Linked DNA regions of Mus musculus: region 1 is linked to region 2. A link is a contact called in public HiChIP or PLAC-seq data. All regions are on one chromosome and are shown on one strand. Each heading gives the region's core, a stretch centred on a gene start, on an enhancer-like site or on the middle of the called end of the contact. The rest is flanking DNA. Distances are from core to core; before and after follow the strand shown.

Region 1 (4,196 bases), core at 251-2,750, 160 kb before region 2:
GATGAAGCCTACAAATCACCAATGCAGGTGATGTTCACGGACCTTCTTGGGCTAGGTGACATTGGTAAACATCACTGTAAGAGATGTGACTGAGAGAAATGGAGGCTGGGGCCTAGAGAGAAGCTCAGTGACTGGGGGAAGTGAGAGACCGAGTCTAGCTCCAACTTCTCCAGCTCCAGCCACCAGAATTTATTTCCTCTGAGGCCCCAAGTCACCGGGACAGAAGGTCGCTCTCAAGCCCTGTCCTCTAGTCCGTTTTCCAACCCTGCTGCCAAAAACCACACAGCTCAATTCAGCCCAGATGTCAGGTTGGTAGAAAAGGGCATGATACCAGGCCCTAGGTAATCCACCAAGCAGGCAGAGTGGGAGCCACGGCCCCGCCTCTCCCAGGGCCTGCAGGGAGTACAGAAGTGGGCTGGGTATGCAGGTGTTTGAACAGACACTCCAAATCCTTGGCCAGGTATGGTCCAAGAGCCCACAGTAGCAGCACTCAGAGGCAGAAGGGATGGGGATTGTGGCTAGCCTGCTCTACACAGAGACACAGTTTCAAAAACAAATGTATCAGGCATGGGAGCTCAAGCCTGTCTGTCATCCCAGCTGTTGAGATGCCAAAGCGGTGGGTAACAGAGTTCAAGGCCAGCCTGGACGCTACATAGCAAGATACTATCTCTAAATGGATTACAGATAGATAGACAGACAGATGATAATCAATAGATAAATACATAGTTGACAGATAAATGATAGATGATTGATAGAACTTGCTCTCTCTCTCTCTCTCTCTCTCTCTCTCTCTCTCTCATTTCAAGGCAGGGTTTCTCTGTGTAGCCCCAGCTGTCGTGGAACCTGCTCTGTCAACCAGGCTGTCCTCGAACTCACAGAGCTCTGCCTACCTCTGCCTTCCAAGTGCTGAGATTAAAGGCACTTGCCACCATCACCCGCATCACCTGGCTCTCCCAATTTTAAATGTCTGAGATTCTATGCAACTCAAACAGTATGTCCACAGCCACGGGAGCAGAGGGGGGCACCTCTGAGGTTAAATACCTTGGCCTACTCCCCGCCACTCGGCTGTGGATGTTCCTAGCATTTCAGAACAGCCATGTGTGAACGAGTGGATCACTGTCCTTGGGCAGTCTGAACCCAAACACTCTGAACTCCAACTCTGGGGACAGTGCACTGCTGAGGTGACAAGACAAACCCTCAGCTACCTTGAGCACTCGGACGACTGTGACCCCACTAACTTTCTCCCTCAGGCAGACACCCCAGGAGAACTAACAGCTGGGGGTAAGTGCTAGAGGGACTTCCCTTAGGCTGCATAGCTCCTTTCTGAGTCGTTCTCCCCCTCCCTCTTCTTCCTTCTCCTCCCTCTTCTCCCTTCTCCTCCCTCTTCTCCCTTCTCCTCCCTCTCCTCCCTTCTCCTCCCTCTCCTCCCTCTTCCCCTCCTCCTATTATTGTGCATGTGACCAAAAGTGCAAAGGCGCCAAGGCAGGCATGGTGGTCAGAGGTCAATGCTCCGTAGTCAGTTTTCTGCTTCTGTCATGGAATTTGGGGATCAAGGTCAGGTCCTGAAGGCTTACATAGCAAGCACTTTCACCCCCTGAATCATTTCACCACTCTCCTTCCTTCTTTTCTTCCCTTGATTTGTCTTTCAATTACATTTAAACTGTTTTAAAATTCATTTATTATGAAAGTAATCAGGTTTACTGTTGGAAATTTGGGGATATATACCAGTGGGAGGGAAGCCAGGGAAGCCTTCCTCACTAGTAAGCTGCATCTATCCAGTACCTGGCCACTCAGCACCCCTAGGAGGTGACTTGGTGTTTGTCAGTGACAGACTCTGTAGCAAAGTCTTTAGGGAAGAGCCTCCCATGCCCAGCTGAGCTGGCGGGTGGGGAGTAGCCAGGGCTGAGATAGCCTGCGCCCTCTGCTGGCAGCTGGTGGACATGGCTTCAGGCAGCGGTTCAGGTCAGTGGCTCTCAGAGGTTCTCAGATTCAGTTGGGGCTGGAGAGGGGAACCGAAGGACTAGTGCAGGTTTAGGGTCCAGCCATGGTGTCACAGGTAAAGAGCCTGTAGCCAAACCTGGTACCTACAGGAGCCCACTCTGACATCTACACATCTGCTGTGACTCACCTCCTTCAGCCCCATCCCAGGAAATAAACGTGAAAGGAAATAAAACGTAACTACAGGTTTCAGGTCAAACTCACTAAAGGTCCTGCCACCCTCAGTTCCACATCCCCGTTATCTCCACTGTATCCAGACTGCACTGCTAAGAACGAGGACAGAGCAGCTTCCAGAAGATGCTCATCTTTTTTTTTTTAATTTAATTTTATTTTTTTAAATTATTTTTGACAATGCTCATCTTGACTTCTTGCACAGGTAAGCCTTAGATGCTTTCGAGAAGTACTACAGAGAGCAACTCCAGGCTCTAGAGAGCCCAGCCCAAGGAGGACTGAGCTTGAACAGCGAGCAAGGGCAGAGGAGCTGAGACGGGAGAAGGCAGAGCTGTTCAGAGCCAGCCAAGGAAGGAAGGAGGCAAGAAGAGCATGGTACCCTTGGGAGAACTAAGATTGTTGGACTGTGTCAGCCAGAATCCTTCCTGGAGGAAGGACCAGAAAAAGCCTAACTTGTTCTCCGAGCACCGGGCTGTTGAAGGAATCTTCGCGCCTTGCTAAAACAAGCAGACACTTGTGGGGGAAATCTGACAAGAAACACAGGAAAGCAGACAGGCAGATGGGAGACATGGTGAATAGGCTCCTTCTGCTCTCTGCCTGTCCTGGAGGCAGTCTGTTTAGACTCGTCTAAAACCCTGCAGTATGGCACTGTTTCAAGATGCTCCAATAGGACGACACACACACTTCAGGTCCCTCGCTTGGGCGTTTACCTGCCCTGGGTCCCTGGGTGATGATGCTGACCTGCTTTGATCAGCCATTGCTGGGCAGCAAAGGAGACTCCATCCTCCTAGCCTGGGCTTCCAGCTGGAGGGAGGGAGGGAGGGGACAGACATGGAGAGAGACAGAGGCAGGATCTCTTGTATTCCACTTTGGTCTACATAGCCAGTTCCATGGGCCAGTCAAGAGCTACATGGTGAGACTTATCTCAAAACAAGAAGTAGGGTTTAGAGATCTTCACCTCCTTCAGCCCTCAGCAGCTAAGCTCTTCATTCTAAAATCCCAAAAGCCTAAAGAGGGGCTTGGGGCTGTCACTCAGGATAGGGCTCCGCAGGTGACCTTATTAAAATGCAGGGTCAGATGAGCGTGAGGGCCTGGGCCACGGAGGCTGTGAGTGAGGCCCACAGCTGCTGGGCACATCGAAGTCCATGTCACACGTACAGCTGTCGGGCCTGTCTTAGAGCGACTCCTTGCAGGTCAGACCTTGCAGGGAGGCCCTGGAGAGTCCAAGCGCTCTGAATTTTGTCACAGATTCAAGAAGCAACACCCCTCAGGGCTGATGGCAGAGCTGGGGGCTGATGCCTACCATGTGGTACGCGTGGCCAGACCACAGGGCTCCTGGTGGACCACAGAACAACAGGGGTGGCTTTCCTTGGCAAGTGCTTGAGGGCTAGGGATGGCTAAGTGGTTAATTACGATACAAACCTCAGAACAGGAGCTGGGGGTCCTCAGAAGCCACACAAGGACCACGTGCACACCTTCAGTTTCAGGCCCTGGAGGCAAGCACAGGGAAGAACCCAGAGGAAGCTGGCTCTAGCCATAGCGAGTTATTGACTCTTCCTTGATAAGGTGAAGGGATTGAGGGCCTCAACTTCAGGCTTTCAGGTGCACGTATGTGCAAGTGCATACACAGACACACACACAGGGTCAGGGATTAAAAGCAGACAGTGAGGAGAGGACCAGAGGAGCACTCCCCACAGCCCCAGACAGCCAGGCCCTTCAGGTCTAAGACCCTTAATCATGAGTGAGCCTGGTTCCCATCCTTCCCCCAGTTCATCCTGAATAAACTTTAACTAGTTCACCTCTGGGGCAACCTGGGTTATGTCTCCCTTAGTTTCTGAGCATAATGGATTCCGAATCCTTTTTTTCTTTGAACCAGGCTTTTACAATACAGTTGGCCTCAAACTCACCGTGGGCCTTGGACCTGCCATCCTCCTCAGCACTGGGTCACAGGCGGCAAGCAGATGTCAGCTGTCCTGGGTGGCATGGGGCAAGGGGGTGACGGGTAAAGGATAGCCCCTCCCCACAGG
Region 2 (4,224 bases), core at 1,005-3,504:
TGAGTGACTTCACGTGAGTGGTTTGGAATTGGCTGTGGCAGGAATCAGCGACACCACAGAAATCAGCGAAGGCCACAAGCTGGGACTCACACCACAGCCGGTGCCTGTGTTTGGGAATCTTCCTGACAGTGGATGTGTGCGCTGTTACTTTCTGGCTCAGTGCAGCCCAGCTTAGGTTGCATGGTGTTGCCTGGCTGAACACCAAATCCTGTTAGATTTATTTATATATTTTTAGAGGTAGGGTCTCACTATGTAGCCCTGGCTGGCCTGGGACTTGCTATGTAGAGCAGGATGTTATGTTTAAAAACGTGTACCGCTTTATTGAGATATGATTGGCTATAGGCAATCTGGATATAACAAGCTGGATACCCAAGTCTGAAGACACTGGTCTGGGGGGGCGGTGCTCCCATTACTTGGACAGTTAAGGTAGGAGAAGGGCAAGTTAGACCTAGAAGATTTGTATGAAGAGCAGTCAGACCTTGCCTCAAAATAAAAAGCCAAAACAGGGCTGTTGAGACAGCTCAGTGGGCAAAGGCTTGGTGCCAGCCCAGAACTCACATGGTAGAAGGGAGGAATCAACTCCTGAAAGTTGTCCTTTGGCCCCCACGTGTGTACCATGGTATTTAGGTGACCTCCAAATAAACAAATGCAAAAATATTAAAACTAACTGTGGGGCTGGCGAGATGGCTCAGTGGTTAAGAGCGCCGACTGCTCTTCCGAAGGTCCTGAGTTTAAATCCCAGCAACCACATGGTAGCTCACAACCATCCGTAGATCTGATGCCCTCTTCTGGTGTGTCTGAAGTCAGCTACAGTGTACTTACATATAATAAATAAATAAATAAATAAATACATCTTTAGAATGCATCTCTTAAAAAAAAAACCAACTAACTAACTGTGTATTTAAAGTGTATAACCAGCTCCTGCATACACCTACTGAACCATCACTGTGGTCTGAAATGGTGTGCAAAAAAATAACTCTCACTCCTAAAAGGCTTTCTGTGCCATTTGTACTCCCTCTCTTCCACCACAGGCTGCCACTGCTTTTTTTCTTTCTAGCATCCCAGATGAGGGTGGGTGTTCTGGGACTTCGTGTGAACGGAGTCTGTAGTTTGTCATCTCCTGTCACTGTCTTTCACTTAACACGATGTTTTTAAGGCTCCCCTGTACTGTTAACAGATCATGGTCTATTTCTTTTTATTACTGAATAATATTCCTTGGAGGGAAAAACCACACACACTGTTTTCCGTTCACCTGCTGAAACTCATTTGAGTGACTTTGAGGATTTGGCTGTTGGGAGTAAAACAGCTACACGTATTTGGGCACGAGTCTTTTTCATATAAAGATTTTATTTAACTTTATCTTGAGACAGGGCTGGCCTTGAATGCCTAGAGGTCTATCAGCCCCTGCCTCTCCAGTGCTGGGATTAAGGGTGTGTGCCATCGTGCTTGGCCCTAAAGATTTTCTTTTCAATTATGTATATTTGTGCCTGGGTAGGTACATGTGGGTGCAGGTTCTGTTGAAGGCCAAAAAGGGGCGACAGATCCCCTAGATTTGGAGTGACAGGCGGTTGTGACAAACCTGGCTTGGGATCCCGGCTGGGAATAGAACTCAGTTCCTCCAGTGAGCTAGCTCTCCATCCCTGACAGTGTGGTGGAGTGCCTAGGGCAGAGCAGCGTACTTTCTTGCTCAAGGAGCATTCAGAGGCCTCCTCTCAGTGCTTTGGAGCTTTCTGGCCACGGGCAGCTGTGGGACTGTTCTCGAAGAGCCTCTGTGGGTGCGGGGAGGGGGCAGTTAGAGTGCACTCCGTGAGGGGGTCCAGGGAGAGTCACAACAGGGTGGGAGGATCCAGTGGGCGGGCAGTGTGCTGTATCAGTAGGCTTCTGTCCCACGAAGCCTGCAAATTGGAGCCAGGAGCCTGCAGATGGCGCTGCTGAGCGCCCAGCTAAGAACAGCGGAGCAGAGGTAGAGGTCTCTGGGGACCTTGGCACTGCTGCTTCAGAGGATCATGGCTTCCCAGTCAGCGTGTCCCACCTCAACTTCCTGGGTAGCTCCTCGGTTCTGAGCTTGGCGACTGAGGTGGAGGGTAGGCGAGGAAGTCACCATGGCGTGCAGACTGAGGAACAGAAATGATTTACATCTGCAAAATGAAAGAGCCCAGCTTTTCGTGTGTTCTTGGGGACTTGGGAGAACGCTCATCTTGCCCCAACCCTGCCAGCTGTAAATCAAGGTTCGCTGCTGGCTCAGCATCTGTGTGGACTCAGAACCCAGTAGCGCATCTTCCTGGCACAGGACATACATGGGCGCTGTCAGCAAACAGGAACCAGCTAATAAATGTCTCCAGAGGTGGACTGAGGGGCGGGGCTATGTGAAAATTCTCCCCCCCCCCCCACATCAGGTCCAAATTCAAGGTCAAGTTCTCAGTTGTAGGTAATGAATTGCTGGAAGCTTCCTCCTCCCCCTCCCCCTCCTCCTCCCCCTTCCCTTCCTCTTCCTCCTCCTCCTTTCTTCTTCTTCCTCCTCCTCTTCCTCCTCCTCCTCTTCCTCCCCCTCCTCCTCTTCCTCCTCCTCCTCCTCCCCCTTCCCCCTTCTTCTTCTTCTTCTTCTTCTTCTTCTTCTTATTATTATTATTATTATTATTATTATTAAAGTTTTTGAAACAGGGTTTTTCTATGTAGCCCAGACTGACCTAGAACTCTTTGTGTAGACCAGGATGGCCTCACACAAACTCACAGAGATCTGCCTCCTGAGTGCTGGGTTTAAAGGTGTGAGCCACCTCATCCAGCTTGAAGCTTCTTTTTGCCACATGATATATGTGGGAGAGACCTGGGGCCTGGATGGAGGCAAAGGAGAAGCAGGCCTAGAGACCCTGGGAAGGGGGTTGAGGATGGGATGATGGTCAGGAGAGCGAGCCTGGGAGAGTTTGGCAGAGCTCTTTGCGAGGGTTGAACCCAGCCGGACAGCCTGCGATTCTGGGATGGAGGGGCATTTTAGTTTGAGGACTGGGTGAGTCTATTCAGATGACTGGGAGCCAGAAAGGCAAACCATCTGGAGACCCATCCCAATGGGTGAGGGAGTCCCTGGCTTCCTTCCTTTCCCAGTGATAACAAGGAGGTTGTAGTTTATGGAGCTGGCTCTCGTCTTCATTCACCATGTTGGTTTTCGGGACTCATTCAGGGAGCTTGGCAGCAAGCTCCTTTATCTGGTGAGTCATTTTGCTGGCCCTGAGCTAGAGCCTCTATTCAGACTTACTCGGTCGTCTCAGTTTCTTTTTAGGGTTCCTCACCTGTTGGATAGTCTCCATGGAGTACATTTGTCACATGTGCACATAGGCCTCTACATTTTCCCCATCGGTGTGTGCAGGTGTGTGTGTGTGTGTGTGTGTGTGTGTGTGTGTGTGCAGCCTGTTGGCCAGCTATAACAAAGCTTAGATGACTTGGCCTCTTAAAACCCACAGACCTTGGGCAGAACAAGGATGGGACTGTGGGGTGACCAGGAGAGCTACCTACATCCCTAGGTCTTCAAATTTGGGTATTTGAATAGAATTCTTGCACCAGCCATGGGGGAAGATGGGATTATCATCATCTCTGTTTTGCTTAGGAGGAAACTGAGGCACAGATAACCTGTAAATGATTGTCTAGGCCAGGCCTGATCGCCTGCCCAGAGAACTACATTGACAGCTCTTGCTCCTTGGAAGTGGCTGTGGTGTCGAGGAAAGTGAGGCTCAGAATATCAGCAGAGATTGGCGTTCTGGCTCCTGTAGGAGTCCATTTATCTTCCTCCTGTCACCGGCTCCTGAGATAGCTATTTTTCTGCCTTCCGGAAATGTGTGGAAGGCTTAAGGGCCTGTTCCTCCTGCCAGCGAGCGCGGTTTGCAGAGAGGCAACAGCCAACTGCCACTTCGCAAAGATGGCTGCGTGGATCTCACTGGAGCTTAAACATGTATTGTGTTACCCTCTGCCTCTCCACGACTCACACCACTCTACAGTTGGCCTGTCATCGTGCCTCCTAAAGTTCACACTTAGCCACCCAGCCCAGTGACAAGCCAGCTTTCCTCAGCAACAAAGCTACTTCACAACATCACCTCCCCGCTGCTGCCCCTGGGGAATCTATGTTGTTTCCCTAAGGGGCAATGTCCTGATCCTCCAGGGTCTCAGCCCCCGTTCCCTGTCCACCACAACCTGGGTGAGTGGTTTTCATCTCTGCTCAGTAGTCTAGATTGACAA

The links. HiChIP or PLAC-seq counts read pairs in DNA pulled down with a chosen protein or histone mark.
Region 1: a contact with region 2 is called in an H3K4me3 HiChIP or PLAC-seq map of bone marrow-derived macrophages, with 4 times the contacts expected there. The contact joins two enhancer-like sites. A contact is called at or near these places in 2 of 484 Hi-C or Micro-C datasets (the N1E-115 cell line and embryonic stem cells) and 1 of 115 datasets of contacts at active chromatin or transcription factors (bone marrow-derived macrophages).

What each region holds. Positions count from the first base shown.
Region 1 is chr4:134,797,576-134,801,771 of GRCm38.p6, forward strand. No RefSeq gene overlaps it. Among named protein-coding and RNA genes, the nearest start is that of Ldlrap1, 32 kb to the left of the region's middle. Within about 2 kb of position 1,501, at least 33 of the 459 cell types and tissues checked have an H3K27ac peak or open chromatin away from gene starts, as enhancers often do. A contact at or near this core is called in bone marrow-derived macrophages, where this site is marked.
Region 2 is chr4:134,961,282-134,965,505 of GRCm38.p6, forward strand. No RefSeq gene overlaps it. Among named protein-coding and RNA genes, the nearest start is that of Syf2, 32 kb to the left of the region's middle. Within about 2 kb of position 2,255, at least 32 of the 459 cell types and tissues checked have an H3K27ac peak or open chromatin away from gene starts, as enhancers often do. A contact at or near this core is called in bone marrow-derived macrophages, where this site is marked.